3 separate regions of the Sus scrofa genome follow, and regions 2 and 3 are each linked to region 1. The links are chromatin contacts, called in public HiChIP or PLAC-seq maps. All regions are on one chromosome and are shown on one strand. The core of a region is the stretch at or near the end of the contact, and the rest is flanking DNA. Distances in the headings are between cores, read along the strand shown. Region 1 holds the start of NR1H3 (nuclear receptor subfamily 1 group H member 3). Region 2 holds the start of FAM180B (protein FAM180B). Region 3 holds the start of PTPMT1 (protein tyrosine phosphatase, mitochondrial 1).

What was found. HiChIP or PLAC-seq counts read pairs in DNA pulled down with a chosen protein or histone mark.
Region 2: a contact with region 1 is called in an H3K27ac HiChIP or PLAC-seq map of alveolar macrophages. The contact joins the promoter of FAM180B here to the promoter of NR1H3 in region 1. A contact is called at or near these places in 1 of 5 promoter capture datasets (fetal liver) and 1 of 2 datasets of contacts at active chromatin or transcription factors (alveolar macrophages).
Region 3: a contact with region 1 is called in an H3K27ac HiChIP or PLAC-seq map of alveolar macrophages. The contact joins the promoter of PTPMT1 here to the promoter of NR1H3 in region 1. A contact is called at or near these places in 1 of 5 promoter capture datasets (fetal skeletal muscle) and 2 of 2 datasets of contacts at active chromatin or transcription factors (alveolar macrophages and skeletal muscle).

Annotation. Positions count from the first base shown.
Region 1 is chr2:15,334,670-15,339,253 of Sscrofa11.1, forward strand. It overlaps NR1H3 (nuclear receptor subfamily 1 group H member 3), which reads right to left and starts at 2,116. Exons shown (of 10, transcript NM_001101814.1): 1 at 1,939-2,116. ACP2 (acid phosphatase 2, lysosomal) reads left to right here. Exons shown (of 11, transcript NM_001244740.1): 2 at 102-197; 3 at 509-595; 4 at 1,457-1,609; 5 at 1,718-1,816; 6 at 1,897-1,986; 7 at 2,429-2,561; 8 at 3,341-3,423; 9 at 3,539-3,645; 10 at 3,768-3,943.
Region 2 is chr2:15,028,051-15,032,634 of Sscrofa11.1, forward strand. FAM180B (protein FAM180B) reads right to left here and starts at 1,949. Exons shown (of 2, transcript XM_013994332.2): 1 at 1,449-1,949; 2 at 1-410. The coding sequence starts at 1,587. NDUFS3 (NADH:ubiquinone oxidoreductase core subunit S3) reads right to left here. Exons shown (of 7, transcript NM_001243796.1): 7 at 3,097-3,356. The coding sequence ends at 3,189.
Region 3 is chr2:15,050,770-15,055,353 of Sscrofa11.1, forward strand. It overlaps PTPMT1 (protein tyrosine phosphatase, mitochondrial 1), which reads right to left and starts at 2,046. Exons shown (of 4, transcript NM_001244377.1): 1 at 1,666-2,046; 2 at 1,484-1,564. The coding sequence starts at 1,839.

The DNA of each region.
Region 1 (4,584 bases), core at 866-3,365:
GAGGGAGTGACGCTTCCCTCTCAGCATGGGGCAGACCTGGGCTCTGTGTCTCCGTCAAGGAGACCCTTGTGACCTGTAGGGTAACCATTTTCTTTCCTCAGCTGTACCGACATGGAGACCGCTCGCCAGTAAAGACATATCCCAAGGACCCCTATCAAGAAGACAAATGGCCCCAGGGCTTTGGTCAGCTAACCAAGGTGGGTCAGAAGCCAGCTCTCCTTCAGGATGAGCTGTAGCATGAATGACCTCAAGCAGGCTTATAGGACTTGGGGCTTCACCGAATTCCTTTTTGCCATGTGCCTGCTGACTTTAATCACATTTCTTAACCTGTGCCAATTAAAATGGGCCTACACAGTGCACAATCGGCTGCTTAATAAATGACTTCAGGGATCAGATGAACCCACTCCTACTTCCAGCCAAGAACTTGGAAAGCAACAGTGGCCCAGCCCTGGTGGGGGGTGAGCCATCCCTCCCCTCTGGGCCTCTGAATCCTTGGGTTTGCCTACAGGAGGGGATGCTACAGCACTGGGAGCTGGGCCGGGCTCTGCGACAGCGATACCTTGGCTTTCTGAACACCTCCTACCACCGGCAAGAGGTAAGGCTGTGATCTTGACAGGTAAGGAAAACGGGGCCTGCTGTTCTCACCCTCTGCCCTCAGGAGACTAAGGGTGAGGCTGGGCACGCTCGCCTCCCTCCAGGCATTTCTGGTTACAGCTACAGGACAAGACACCCAAGGGGTGTCTGGAACAAAACCCCAGAGGCTGAGTTGCTCCTGCTTGGCTTGGGAATTGGCAAAACGGATCAAGCATCCAAGCTCAGATTTAAGGGTCTAGCAAAGTAGTTTCTGACTCTGAAATAGCTCAAGCTTTCAAGACATTTTTGGAGTACCTGTTATGGGCCAGGCACTATGCTAGCACTGCATATAATGGTGTGCCATACAAACTTGATCTTTGTCTCTAGATGTTGTATTGTCTCCTTGAGGGCCAGCTCTTGCCTGATCTTGCCCTTCCTTACAGCTTCTTCCTCTCTCTTCACAAATAATTATTTCTGTTCCATATCTTATTTCCTCTCCTGGTCTCTAAGCCAGTTATAAAAGGGGAGATAGTTTCTGCCCTCAAGGACCTGGGCCTAGATAGGGTGACAGGTGGTGTAATAAAACCAGGCACACAGACGGACCCAAGAGCCTTGTTAACTAAGCACTTTGGACTGGGAGGGGCATCTGACCTAAAGCCATTCTCACAGGAGTTTTTCACAGACTGGGGACAGCAAACCCCCCAGCTGCATTTTGGGCCCTGGCTGTAAAGAGGGATGGGGAAAGCCAGAGGGGGGAGAGGGCCAGATGCACGGAGGATTTCATTTGGTAGGTGTCCACCAAGAACCGGTCCTCCCCTGGGACCCCATGGAGGGGCCAGAGCTCCCCCACCCACTCGTGAGACTCGTGTTGTCATCTCTGCAGGTTTATGTTCGAAGCACAGACTTTGACCGGACTCTCATGAGTGCTGAGGCCAACTTGGCTGGACTCTTCCCCCCTAATGGGATGCAGCGCTTTAATCCAAACATCTCTTGGCAGCCTATTCCTGTCCATACTGTGCCTGTTACCGAGGACAGAGTAAGACTGGCCAGCCCTTCCCTGGAGGCGGTGAGGGGGGCAGCTCTGGCCATTGGGCTGCTGATCCCCGACTCTTTCTCTGCCTCTGCTTCCCCCTTTGGTCTGCAGCTGCTGAAGTTCCCGTTGGGCCCATGTCCCCGTTTTGAGCAGCTGCAGAACGAGACCCGGCGGACACCAGAGTATCAGAATGAGAGTATTCAGAATGCAGTGAGTGGGGCCGAGGTGGAGGTCACCACACATTGTCCTTTCCCCCAGGGCAGGACTGATCCCTGATCCCTTTCTCATAGCAATTTCTGGAAATGGTGGCCAACGAGACAGGGCTTACGGACCTGACACTGGAGACCGTCTGGAATGTCTATGACACACTCTTCTGTGAGGTGAGCTGGCTCAGGGTCCCCGGTATGACTGTCCTCCTCTCACACCTCAGCAGGCCTAGGTGACCAGGCCATGTGCAACCGTGCCTGGACCCCATTCCTACCCGGGAGGTCCAGGCAAGCCGCCTCTTGTGAAACAAGGGAACTTCCCTCATGGGTGAAAAAGAACCTCAGAGTGGGAAATAGTTTATCGATCGTCAGCAGTTCCTGCTTCTCTCCACCCCGAGCTCTCGTGGTATCTGACTCCGTTCTGCTGAGTCACACTTTTGGTGCCCGAGCCTCCTTTCCTGTGCCCTGCGGCCTCATCACTGTCCACCATGTCTCCTGGTCGCAAACCTCTGCCTCTCCTCTCCCTGCACACACCCACACACACACAGGAAGAGAACGGCTCCCGGGAGAGGCTCTGGCCTGGGTGAGGAGCTAACCTGCCCGCTGCCACATACAGCAGACACACGGGCTGGTCCTGCCTCCCTGGGCCTCACCCCAAACCATGCAGCGTCTGAGCCGGCTAAAGGACTTCAGCTTCCGCTTCCTCTTCGGGATCTACGAGCAGGCAGAGAAGGCCCGGCTGCAGGGGGGTGAGTGACAACAGCAGCATGTCACTCCCCTGTCAGATCCCTACAGCATTAGGAATCCGCTCTTGGGGGCCTCTCACATGCTACCTGAAGTGTTCTCTGCTCTTCAGAACTAGGCCCCCCTAGTCATCCCCTTAGTCATCGGTGTCCCCAGCTGTCTAGATGCCTAGCACGTTTGTCCTGTGTGAGTGAGCACGGTTGGGTGTGTGCTGCTTTTCTGCCATTCACATTCTTTTAAGTTTCACCATGTCAGAAAGCCCTCCCTCCCCTCCAATGAATCCCTTCCTCCAGATGACCACAAGGGCCCACTTTGAAAGAGGCTGACAGTCATACACAGGCCAGTTTCCTGACGTGAGCACCCCAAGGGAGTGCCAGCTGACGAACCTTTGCGACATCTCAGTTTTCAGAGCCTGCACATGACAGAGTTCCCCTGGCCTGGAGCCACCATCTTGTGTGTTCTGAAGCAATCTTGAGTTTATATTTATTCCCACCTGGAGTAATTCTTCAAACATGGGCAGGGCTTCGTAACTCATTTATAAATAAGTGGCGGGTTTCTGCATCGGTGTTGAAACACAGATAGCTAGCTTGAGCTTGCTTTCTCCTACACATGTGAAAGTTCTTAGAGAGCAGGTGCCGTAGAGTTCCTGTGTAGTTCCCATGAGCCTGGAGTTCTCTGTGGTGATCAGAGCCAGGACTCGCAGAGGGTGAGAGAACGGCAGATAGGTCTGGTGAGAAGATGGTGACGGCTATAGCCACTGACACTGGGGACTTCTGTCCTTCAGGAGTCCTGCTGGCCCAGATACGGAAGAACCTGACCCTGATGGCAACCACCTCCCAGCTCCCCAAGCTGCTGGTCTACTCAGCGGTAAGCTCCCACAGCCCGCGGTGTGCGGATGTCAGGCCAAGAGCTGGGTCTCGTCCCTCTTCAGTGCCTGGGGGTGTGGGGGGCTGTGCTGATGGGGAGCCCTTCTCCCTTACAGCATGACACCACCCTGGTTGCCCTGCAAATGGCACTGGATGTCTACAACGGTGAACAAGCTCCCTATGCGGCCTGCCACATATTTGAACTGTACCAGGAAGATAATGGGTGAGTGGAGCTGCTGCTCTGCCCTCAGGCAGGGAGCTCCCGTGACTGATGGCTGTGGACAGCCTGAGGCGCTGCTGTCAGCCTAGCGAGCAGCTCCCATCTTGTCTCCTATGAACCTTCAGGAATTTCTCAGTGGAGATGTACTTTCGGAATGAGAGTGACAAGGCCCCCTGGCCGCTGATCCTGCCCGGCTGCCCTCACCGCTGCCCGCTGCAGGACTTCCTTCGCCTCACCGAGCCTGTCATACCCAAGGATTGGCAGCAGGAGTGCCAGCTGGCAAGTGGTCCTGCAGACACAGGTGAGCTGCTGCCTGCCTCCGTGCTGGCCATGTCCTAGAATAACTTCCCACTCATACCTGTAGGTCTTGAGAGCGCTGACGCACTTCAGCCATGCTACCGCGGGTCCCCACAGTTCCCTTCGCTGCCCCTCGCCCCAGACGGACTCACTGAGGCCCCTCCTTATGCCACTGAGGAAACAAGAGCACCAGAGATCTCACCCTCCCACCGCCAGGTCTTCCAGCTTTCTTGCGGGTATAAGCTGCCACCTCGGGCCAGCCTTTCCACTTACACGCCAGGTCCTTCTCTTCTCACTTCAACTTGGAACCCAGTGCTCAGCGTTCCTGCTTTATGGGATCACTCCCATCCCAAAGCCTAACAAAAACCTCTTCAGCCCATGTCCTCCTTCAGCTGCCACTCCCTGTGTCACTCCCCATCGAGGGTGGAATCCTTCAGAGTTGCCTGGTCTCTGGTGTCACGTCCTCACTGCCCATTCTCTCAGACTCACCTGCCACTCCACAGAAGCCACTCTTGTCAAGGACCAATGACCTGCTCTCACCAAAGCCAGCGACCAGTTCTTAGTCAGCTTCTTTCACCTCTCAACAGCATTACAGAATCGGTCACCCCTTCCTTAAATACTCTGTTGGCTTCTCTGCCAAGAAAA
Region 2 (4,584 bases), core at 699-3,198, 310 kb before region 1:
AGAAGCCCAGGGCCCCAGAGAAGGGGGATGGCCCTGGGGACAGAAGCCCTTGCACAAGTCCCAGAGTGTTTCCTGTGCCAGGAGGGCGAAGACTTGGGCCCAGCGAGCCCTCTCCTCAGTCTCACTAGCCACATGGAGCCGGTAGACACAGGACAGGCCTGTGAGGAGCAAATGTTCAAAGTCCCAAGGGCTAAGAGGCGGTCCCTTCCGCAGGTCCTGGAACTGCTGCAGCCGCTGCTCAGCACCCTCCAAGTCACTGGGCACGTGGTGCTGCAGGAGGCGCCTGAGCCGGCGGCCTGGACGTGTGGATGCCAGTTCCTCGTCCTGGATGTACAGCTTCCCCATGATATCCAGCTCCAGCCCAGCCCAGAGCAGCTGCAAGGGGAGCCATGTAAAAGGTGGGCTGGGGCCTAGGGAGCAGGGCAGGGAGCAAGAGTGGGCCAGGGGCAAAAGCAGGCAGTTAAGGCCCATGCTGGGTTGCCCCCCTCCCCCAGCAGCCCCAGCTTGAGCCACCCCCTTCCCACCCCATGTCCCAGGCTGGAGGAAAGACCTCAAACATCACTTCCGGGGCCTCTGGCTCCTGCAGGGCACCTCCCACGCTGGTGCTGTCCATGGGATGCCCTGGGGCAGCAGAGAGGAGTCAGGCCTTCTGCCAATCTCCACCCTGAACCCCCCAGCCTCCCAGAAATGCCGCTGAGCTGCCTAGTAGGGGTGCCTAGAGAGTCTTCTGTCTACAAAAGAACAGGAATGCCATCTCATGTCCACCTCCCCCTAAACACATATGCAGATTGATATTCACTCTCCCAAGCGTAGGTCTTGTGATCCCAAATGCATCATCCCCAAACCCAGATACCATCTCGGCAAACATCCAAGACTCCTCCTTCAACTTCTATGGTTCCCTTGGCCAAGAGCTCCAGGCCAACGGGTCACAAGACACTTTACTTCCCATTTCCCTTCCCTTTAATCATCTAGGGACAGCGTAACCTAGACCAGTGCCAGTGACCCTCCCCAAAGGTCGAAGACCCCTTTGAGAAGAACCTGTTCCCTCCTTGCTCCTCAATAAGTGACTGAGTACAGGGCAAGGAGGCCAGGCCAGGCAGGATGTCTGTCGCAGCTTCCTTCGCCCCTCTCTGGGGTGCTGCCTAGCCCTTGGAATGACTGTCCTAAGCCCAGGGCCGGTCAAGGGGTCCTAGTTTGCACATTAGCTGGAATGGAATAAGACCAAAGCCCCTGGGGAGCACCTAGAGCTATCTGCCCTTACTTCACCTGGTTCTGGGGGTCAGGCCCACACCAGTTCCTCTCCCCACCCCTCACCCCCTACAGCACAGGGCAGCCTGGTACCCGTCATGACCACAGTTCCTAAGCCCTGCTAGGCTCAGATAGAACCAAGTCTAACTGCCAGCAGCCATCTTTGGCTCCCAACCACCCCCACCCTAAAGCCCTGGTACCTGCACGGTGCTGGGTTGTGGTCACCCCAGGGAGGAGGCAAATGGCTATCATTAACCAAGCCAGGAACTGCATCGTCCCAGCCATGGTCCACCACGTCCTCTGAGTCTTAATCTCCCCAGCTGCTCTCTGCTCCTCCATCTGCCTACGACACACCAGGACTCCAACTTTCCACCACAGGCTGCTCCAGCCGTTCCCTGCTTTGCGTGTCAGTCTTCAGCTCTCAACAGGGAGGGGCTGGCTCTGGCTTCTCAGGGGCTCTTTCCATCCCATAGAAATGTGGAATTTTTGGTTGTTGGCAGTAGGAGCTTGGCTCCCTGCTTGTCAGGCCCTAAGCCTATTCCTGCCCAGATGGGCGGGATGCTTAGTTAATAGGAAAAAGGTGTTTGGTAGCAAACAGCACTGGCTTAGCCCTCCAAAGAGGTAGGCAAGAGTCTAGGCAGTAACACTACCTTACTATCTGTCCTCACCCCTAAAACATTCTGTAACTGCACATAGCCTGACACCCAGTCCAGTCCAGCCCAGCCCAGCCCAGCCCAGCCCAGCCCAGCCCAGCCCAGCCCAGCCCAGCCCATCCTCCAGGGAGCCCCCCAGTAGCCAAGAGCAACAGCTGCAAAGCCTGGTCTTCTAACTGCATGGTGTCCGGCTGAGCGGCTCATTGAGAGGCAGAGCCAAACACTTCCAACTCAGGCACTCAGCCACTGGCTCAACAGACCCCAGACTGGCTGGGCTGGGGAGTACTGTTTCCTGGCAGACAGATCTGCAGCTCCTGATGGTGTTTTGCCCCAGACTGGGACCCTCTTTACTTGCTTACAGCATTCTTAGTTCAGGCCAGAGTCCAGGAAGATTCCCTTGGCGCAAGTGTGATGGGTTGTCAAGTTGCAGGGAGCAGGACACAGGGTTCAAGACTCAAAAATGAGCTGCAGCAATTCCTGGCTCTGACTGTTGGCTCACGGAACCCTATGATTGTTTGGATAGGATGAGGGTGGGAGGGGACTGCTCTAGTGCCACCTAGGTCCCTGGATCCATCAACTGCCACCAGAGGTCTGCTGTGACAAGGGGCTTTCTCCAGGAGGTGTTGTGACACCTCTAAGTCTCAGAAGAGGCCATGCCACACCCATCCTGAACCGTGTGGACTGTGACAACGTTTAATTTCAGCCTCAGAAATCTCTTTCAGAAGTACATCAGGCCTGCAGGTCACCACGTCTGAAACTGCCTATTTAGTCCCATTAAAATAAGACCCCCCAGGGAGTTCCTGTCGTGGCACAGTGATTTGCGAATCCGACCAGGAACCATGAGGTTGCGGGTTCGATCCCTGCCCTTGCTCAGTGGGTTAACGATCCGGCGTTGCCGTGAGCTGTGGTGTAGGTTGCAGACTCGGCTCGGATCCCAAGTTGCTGTGGCTCTGGTGTAGGCTGGCGGCTACAGCTCTGATTCGACCCCTAGCCTGGGAACCTCCATATGCTGCGGGAGCGGCCCAAGAAATAGCAAAAAGACCAAAGGAAAAAAAGAAAGAAATGGCAAAAAGACAAAAAAAAAAAAAAAAAAAAAGACCCCCAGTTTGTAAGAGTCTAAGGGACTTGGCAAAACCCCTGCCTGCACACACCCCCACCCTGCCCCATTCAAAGCTTCACTTCTACTCATAAGTACTTAGGAAGTAGTGTGTCTAAGCAGGATTTTATTTACAGGGACACTCAATTACAGATAAGGCGCTTGCTAGGGTACATATGCCTTCCCTGGAACTACTTGGTTTCAGGTTTCTTGTCTCCGGCTTCAAGCTTGAGATCCTCAGGGGGCTGGCGATAGGCAGGGAAAGCCTCCCACGGGCTGTTTAGATCAAACTTGCGGAACTCTTGGGCCAACTCCACTGGCTCGGCCACCACCCGCTTCACCTCATCATCGTAGCGCAACTGCAAGAGAAAAAGGCAAGCTTGAGCACTGAGGAAGGCCTTGTCCTAACCATTAAAGGCCCACGTTCCCAAAGCCCTGGGTGACTTCCTCAGCCCCTTTACTCTTCTGTCGTTGACTCCTGTCCTGACTTCTATAAGTTTCCATTCTCGTCTGTTACCCATCAGGTCATATTTCAACCACAGTCTAAAGTGGCCTCTACCTCATGCCTTCATCCAGTCAGGCCTTCCTGTCACCACCCCCACACCAGGAGCTCTGAGCTCCTTTCCCACCAGAACTGACTTTGCTCACCTATCCGTACACTCTCATAAAGTGAGGGTGAGATCTACCCAGGATTGGGAGCAAGTCAGTGGCTGAAAAGAGTAAACCTTACCCAGCAAGTACCCAAGTTCAGGAGTTCCTGTTGTGGCTCAGCAGTAACAAACCCGACTCGTATCCATGAGGATTCAGGTTCGATCCCTGGCCTCACTCAATGGGTTAAGGATCTGGCCTTGCCGTGAGCTGTGGTCTAGGTTGGCAGCTACAGCTCCGATTCAACCCCTAGCCTGGGAACTTTCATACGCCCCAAGTGTGGCCCTAAACAAAAACAAAAAAAAAGAAAAAAAAGAAAAAGCGTTCAAGTTTAGGCACTGTGGCCTTAGCATTATCACTGCCAAGGTGCAAGGCAGTAAATCTGGCATGGCTTTTCTCATTATTAGAGGATCAGTTGGATAAGGTAATGACAATCATGGGAATGGGACCAAGCCAACACTAAGAAAACAAGAGAATGTGGAAACTGAAGAGAAACACTGGACTGCCACTACCTCAACATTTCTAAAAAGTTACTTTGCTATAAAAATCATGTGTGTGTGTATAAAATAAACCATCTTCCTAACAATAAACATCCTGGAGCATGTTGCAGTGGTAAAGGAAAGCAATGAAATTCTTTATAAGCCTCTTGTAGGTATGTTACCTGCCCTGCCTCTGGCCATTCTCAAAGGCTAAACATTTTAGTGTCTTGCATTCTCAGAGATCCAGGACAAGGTAAAACCATGCCACACTTCCAGATTCTGGGAACAGATCAAATGTGTCCTCAAAGTTGCCTTGATCATTAAAACGACCATTAAAATAATGACTAATATCAATTAAGTACTTCCAATACATCAGTTTTACACATACATTAACTTGCTGCAAATCTACTACTTTAGAACTATTATCTTCCCACTGCACAGATGGGAAAACTATATCAGA
Region 3 (4,584 bases), core at 796-3,295, 280 kb before region 1:
GAGGTCAGGGATCGAACCCTCAACCTCATGGTTCCTAGTCAGATTTGTTAACCACTGAGACATGACAGGAACTCCTGATCAATACATTTTAAATGTGAGTCACAAATATTGTTAAGATCTCAAAAATTTAAATTGAAGTAACTGCATGTTCATCAGGCTCTATCAGTACAGAAAGATAATTGTGGGGTGCTAAAAGAAGTCAAACACTACAAAGATAGGGCAACATCAATAATCATTGCAAAGAGTTCTACAAAGAAGCATTCACATTTAATGAAAATTATGTCTTAGGCCTGAATTTTATGACAATGCTTTGGAGTTCCACTATCACCTCTAACATATGAATAAAAATTCCCTCAAATTGGACTTCCCTGGTGGCCCACCAATTAAGGATCTGGTTTGCCATTGCTGTGGCTCAGGTCACTGATGTGGCTCGGTTTGATGGCCTGGGAACTTCTGCATGCAGTGCCCCCCACCCTACCCCCAATCGCTCAAATCAAAGCTAAATGCAGTCTTTCCAGTGGGTTGTTCCATGGTAAATTTACCGGAGATAGGGGGTAGCATTTGATTTTACAGTTTATGGGGCCTTCATCTTGAATATCTAACAGTGTCTGATCCATACTTAGTTCTCCTTAAGTGTTGAGTGAATGAAAGCAAGCCATAGAAAAGTTGCCTTTCAGATCTCATTACTGATTTGAGTTACCAAAATTAAGAATACATTTGTGTGGAGTTCCTGTCCTGGTGCAGGTGAAACGAATCCGACTAGGAACCATGAGGTTGTGGGTTCCATCCCTGGCCTCGCTCAGTGGCATTAGCAGTGAGCTGTGGTGTAGGCAGCAGACGCGGCTGGGATCTGGCGTTTCTGTGGCTGTGGTGTAGGCTGGCAGCTTGTAGCTCCGATTGGACCCCTAGCCTGGGAGCCTCCATATGCCCAGGGTGCGGCCCTAAAAAGCAAAACAAAAACAAAAAAAAAGCAGTGCACAAAGTAGAAATCAGAGTTTGTCAACTCTACATTTAAATGCCTTTCACGGAGTTCCCGTCGTGGCGCAGTGGTTAACGAATCCGACTAGGAACCATGCCTTGCTCAGTGAGTTAAGGATCTGGCATTGCCACGACCTGTGGTGTAGGTTGCAGATGCGGCTCGAATACCACGTTGCTGTGGCTGTGGTGCAGGCCCGCAGCTGTAGCTCCAATTAGACCTCTAGCCTGGGAACCTCCATATGCTGCAGGAGCAGCTCTAGAAAAGGCAAAAAGACAAAAAAAATAATAATAAATGCCTTTCACATCAGTTTCTATTTCACGAGGTTTCTGCCCGTAGCCGCAGTCATTTAGGTTTAGAGGAGGCAAAAAAGCCGGGATCGCCGGTCACTGAGGCAAGGTCATCTACCCACCCCCTCCCCCAACGTCCTCCCGCTCTCCCAGGCTCAGAGTGGGGAGGCAGGCGGGCGCCCGGCCCCAGCTCCGCCCACGGGCCCCGGCGCCTCACCTTTGAGGAGTTGCACAGGAACCTCGTCTCGTACTCCTCATTCATGGTGATCACCCCGCGCACGTTCTCGTCCTGAACCAGCTGCCGAGGCAAAGAGGGGGCTCAGAAAGGGCCGCCGAGGCCCGGGAGGCGCTCGCCGGGCTCCCAGCCCCGGCGCGACCCTGCTTCCCGGCCCCGCTCACCCGGCGCGTCATGCTCCGCAGCGGCAACGCGCCCAGCAGCACCGTGGAGTCGATGCGGTTGTACCAGTCGCGGTGGGCCCGGCCCGGCACCTTCCCGCGGAACAGGGTGTACAGCAGCGTCGGGTAGAAGAGCACCCGGGCCAGGCCGGCCTCCAGCAACGTGCCGGCCGCCATCCCACCCCACCCGGCCCAGCGCAGTGACGACCTGCCCACCCCCGCGGTGGGCGGCCGCGAGGAGGGCCAGGAGGGCGACGAGGCCGAGGACTGAGAGTCCTCCGCGGCCTCCCGCGTAGGCTTCGCAGCAGGCGCGGGCCCCTCGAGCGCCGAGACCTTGGGCCAGGACTCCGGGGACACGTCGGGACAGCCTGGGCCCCCTGGGACCGGCCCCATGGCTCGGGGGGAGGGGCCGCCGGCCTCGGGGGAGGGACCCAGGCTTCCTGGGCGGGAAACTGGGACCCTGGCCGAGGAAGGACCCTTGTTGGGCCCGCGTTTGTGAATCTACCGCGTATGAAACTGTGACCCCTGCTTGTGGCCAGGGATTTCCCCCCCCCACTCCCTCGGGAGGGGGCTGTGACTTCAGGTGAGGGGGCTTCTGACCCCTGCGTGTGGAACTGTGACTAAGGTCAAGGGAGGCGGGGCCCTGGCCGAGGGCGGGTGGGCCTGTGACCACTCCCCCCACCCCCACCCTGGCCTAAGGGAGGAAACCGTGATACCAGGTGAGAGTGTGACTGCCAAAGGGGAGACTTCACCTGAAAGAGACTCTGGTAGCAGGGGCCCTGAAGAGGAGAGTGGAAGGGGCTTTGAGTTCTTAAGTAGAGGGGCTTGGTGAAGAGGGCTTGATCCAGAACAAACAGGGGAACTGGGTTCATGTGGCTCCTTCCCAGGCCACCCCCCACCTGCCTGAATCCATGGCTCCCTCCTCCTGACCAAACTGCAGTGTGTATATAATGAAAAAAATATAAATGATATCTATACTATTTATGAAAATGTTAGTATTAAAAATATTATGATAAATGTAAAACCCACAACCTAGAGACAAGAAAGTCATAATGCTGATTATTTACATTTAATAGTACTCTGAAACGTACATCTTATGGTTTTATTAAAAGGTGTATCTACTTATAAAAGCAATATATATTCATAACAACTGGAAAATACAGAAAAGTAGGAGTTCTCCTGTGGCACAGCAGGTAAGAATCTGGTGTTGTCACTGCAGTGGCTTGAGTTGTTGCTGTGGTGCAGGTTCCATCCCTGGCCCAGGAACACTGTTATGGCCAAAAAAAGAAATACAGGAAATTAGAACCTAATCACCCCAAATCCTACTGTCTCCAATACATTCATTTTTTTCCTTCCATTTTCTTTTCCATGTGTACCATTAAATTTGTTTTTATGACAGCTTTATTGAGATATAATTCACATATCATGAAATTCACCTGTTTAAAATGTATAGTTTGGAGTTCCTACTGTGGCTCACAGGGTTAAGAAGCCAGCATAATGTCCATGAGGATGTAGGTTCGATCCTGGCTTAGCTCATTGGGTTAAAGGTCTAGTGTTGCTGTGGCTGTGGTGTTGGCTAACAGCTGAACTTCCACATGCAACAGGTGCTGCCCTAAAAAAATTTTTAAATTTTAAAAATTGGAAGTGTCGATAAAATTTTTAGCTTTTTTTTTTTTTTTACTGAATATTTTGCCATAAGTCTTTTCAATATTACTACATTGTCATTTTTTCTTTTTTTTTTTTTTCCTTTTTCTAGCCCCATCTGCTGTAATGGAAGTTACCAGGCTAGGGATCAAACTGGAGCTGCAGCTGCCAACCTACACCACAGCCACAGCAATGCTGGATCCTTAACCCACTGAACCAGGCCAGGGATCAAACCCGAGTTCTCATTGTTACTAATTGGGTTAACCACTGAGCCAAAACGGGAACTCCCTATTTCCAAATTTTTTTTTTTTTTTGTCTTTTTGTCATTTCTTGGGCCGCTTCCGCGGCACATGGAGGTTCCCAGGCTAGGGGTCTAATCAGAGCTGTAGCTGCCAGCCTACACCAGAGCCACAGCAACGCAGGATCCAAGCTGTGTCTGTGACCTACACCACAACTCATGGCAATGCCGGATCATCAACCCACTGAGCAAGGGCAGGGATGGAACCCACAACATCATGGTTCCTAGTCGGATTCGTTAACCACTGCGCCATGACAGGAGCTCCCCCAAGTTTTTATTATAAAATATTTCCAACATGAAAATGTTTGCTATATTTATTTCTATATATACATTTTTTTTGTCTTTATTTTTTTAGGGCCACACCTGCAGCATATGGAGGTTCCCAGGCTAGGGGCCTACGCCACAGCCACAGCAACATCAGATCTGAGCCGCACCTGCAACCTACACCACAGCTCACGGCAACGCCGGATCCTTAACCCCCTGAGCAAGGCCAGGGATCGAACCCACAACCTCATGGTTCCTAGTCAGATTCGTTAACCACTGCGCCACGACGGGAACTCCAATATATTTTTTATATTTAGAATTACTATATAGGATAAGTTCCTAAAAGTAGACTTACTATGGTGTCAAAGAATAGTTTACAATATTTGCTGTATATAAAGTATATAATCTGAAAAGTTCCATCCTTACCCCCAAACCCACTGTTCAGAAATAGAGATTTTTTTTTTGGCTGTGCTCATGGCATTCAGAAGTTCCTCAGGCCAGGGGTGGAACACATGCCGTATCAGTGACCTGAGGCACAGTAATGACAACACCAGATCCTTAACTGTTAAGACACCAAGAAACTTCAGAAATACAGATTTTTATAGGCGTATCCTTTTCCAACATTTTGTGATGAATGTTTTCTTTCTTTCTTTCTTTTCCCCTCTTTTTAGGGCTGCACCCATGACATGAAAGTTCCCAGGCTAGGAGTCAAATTG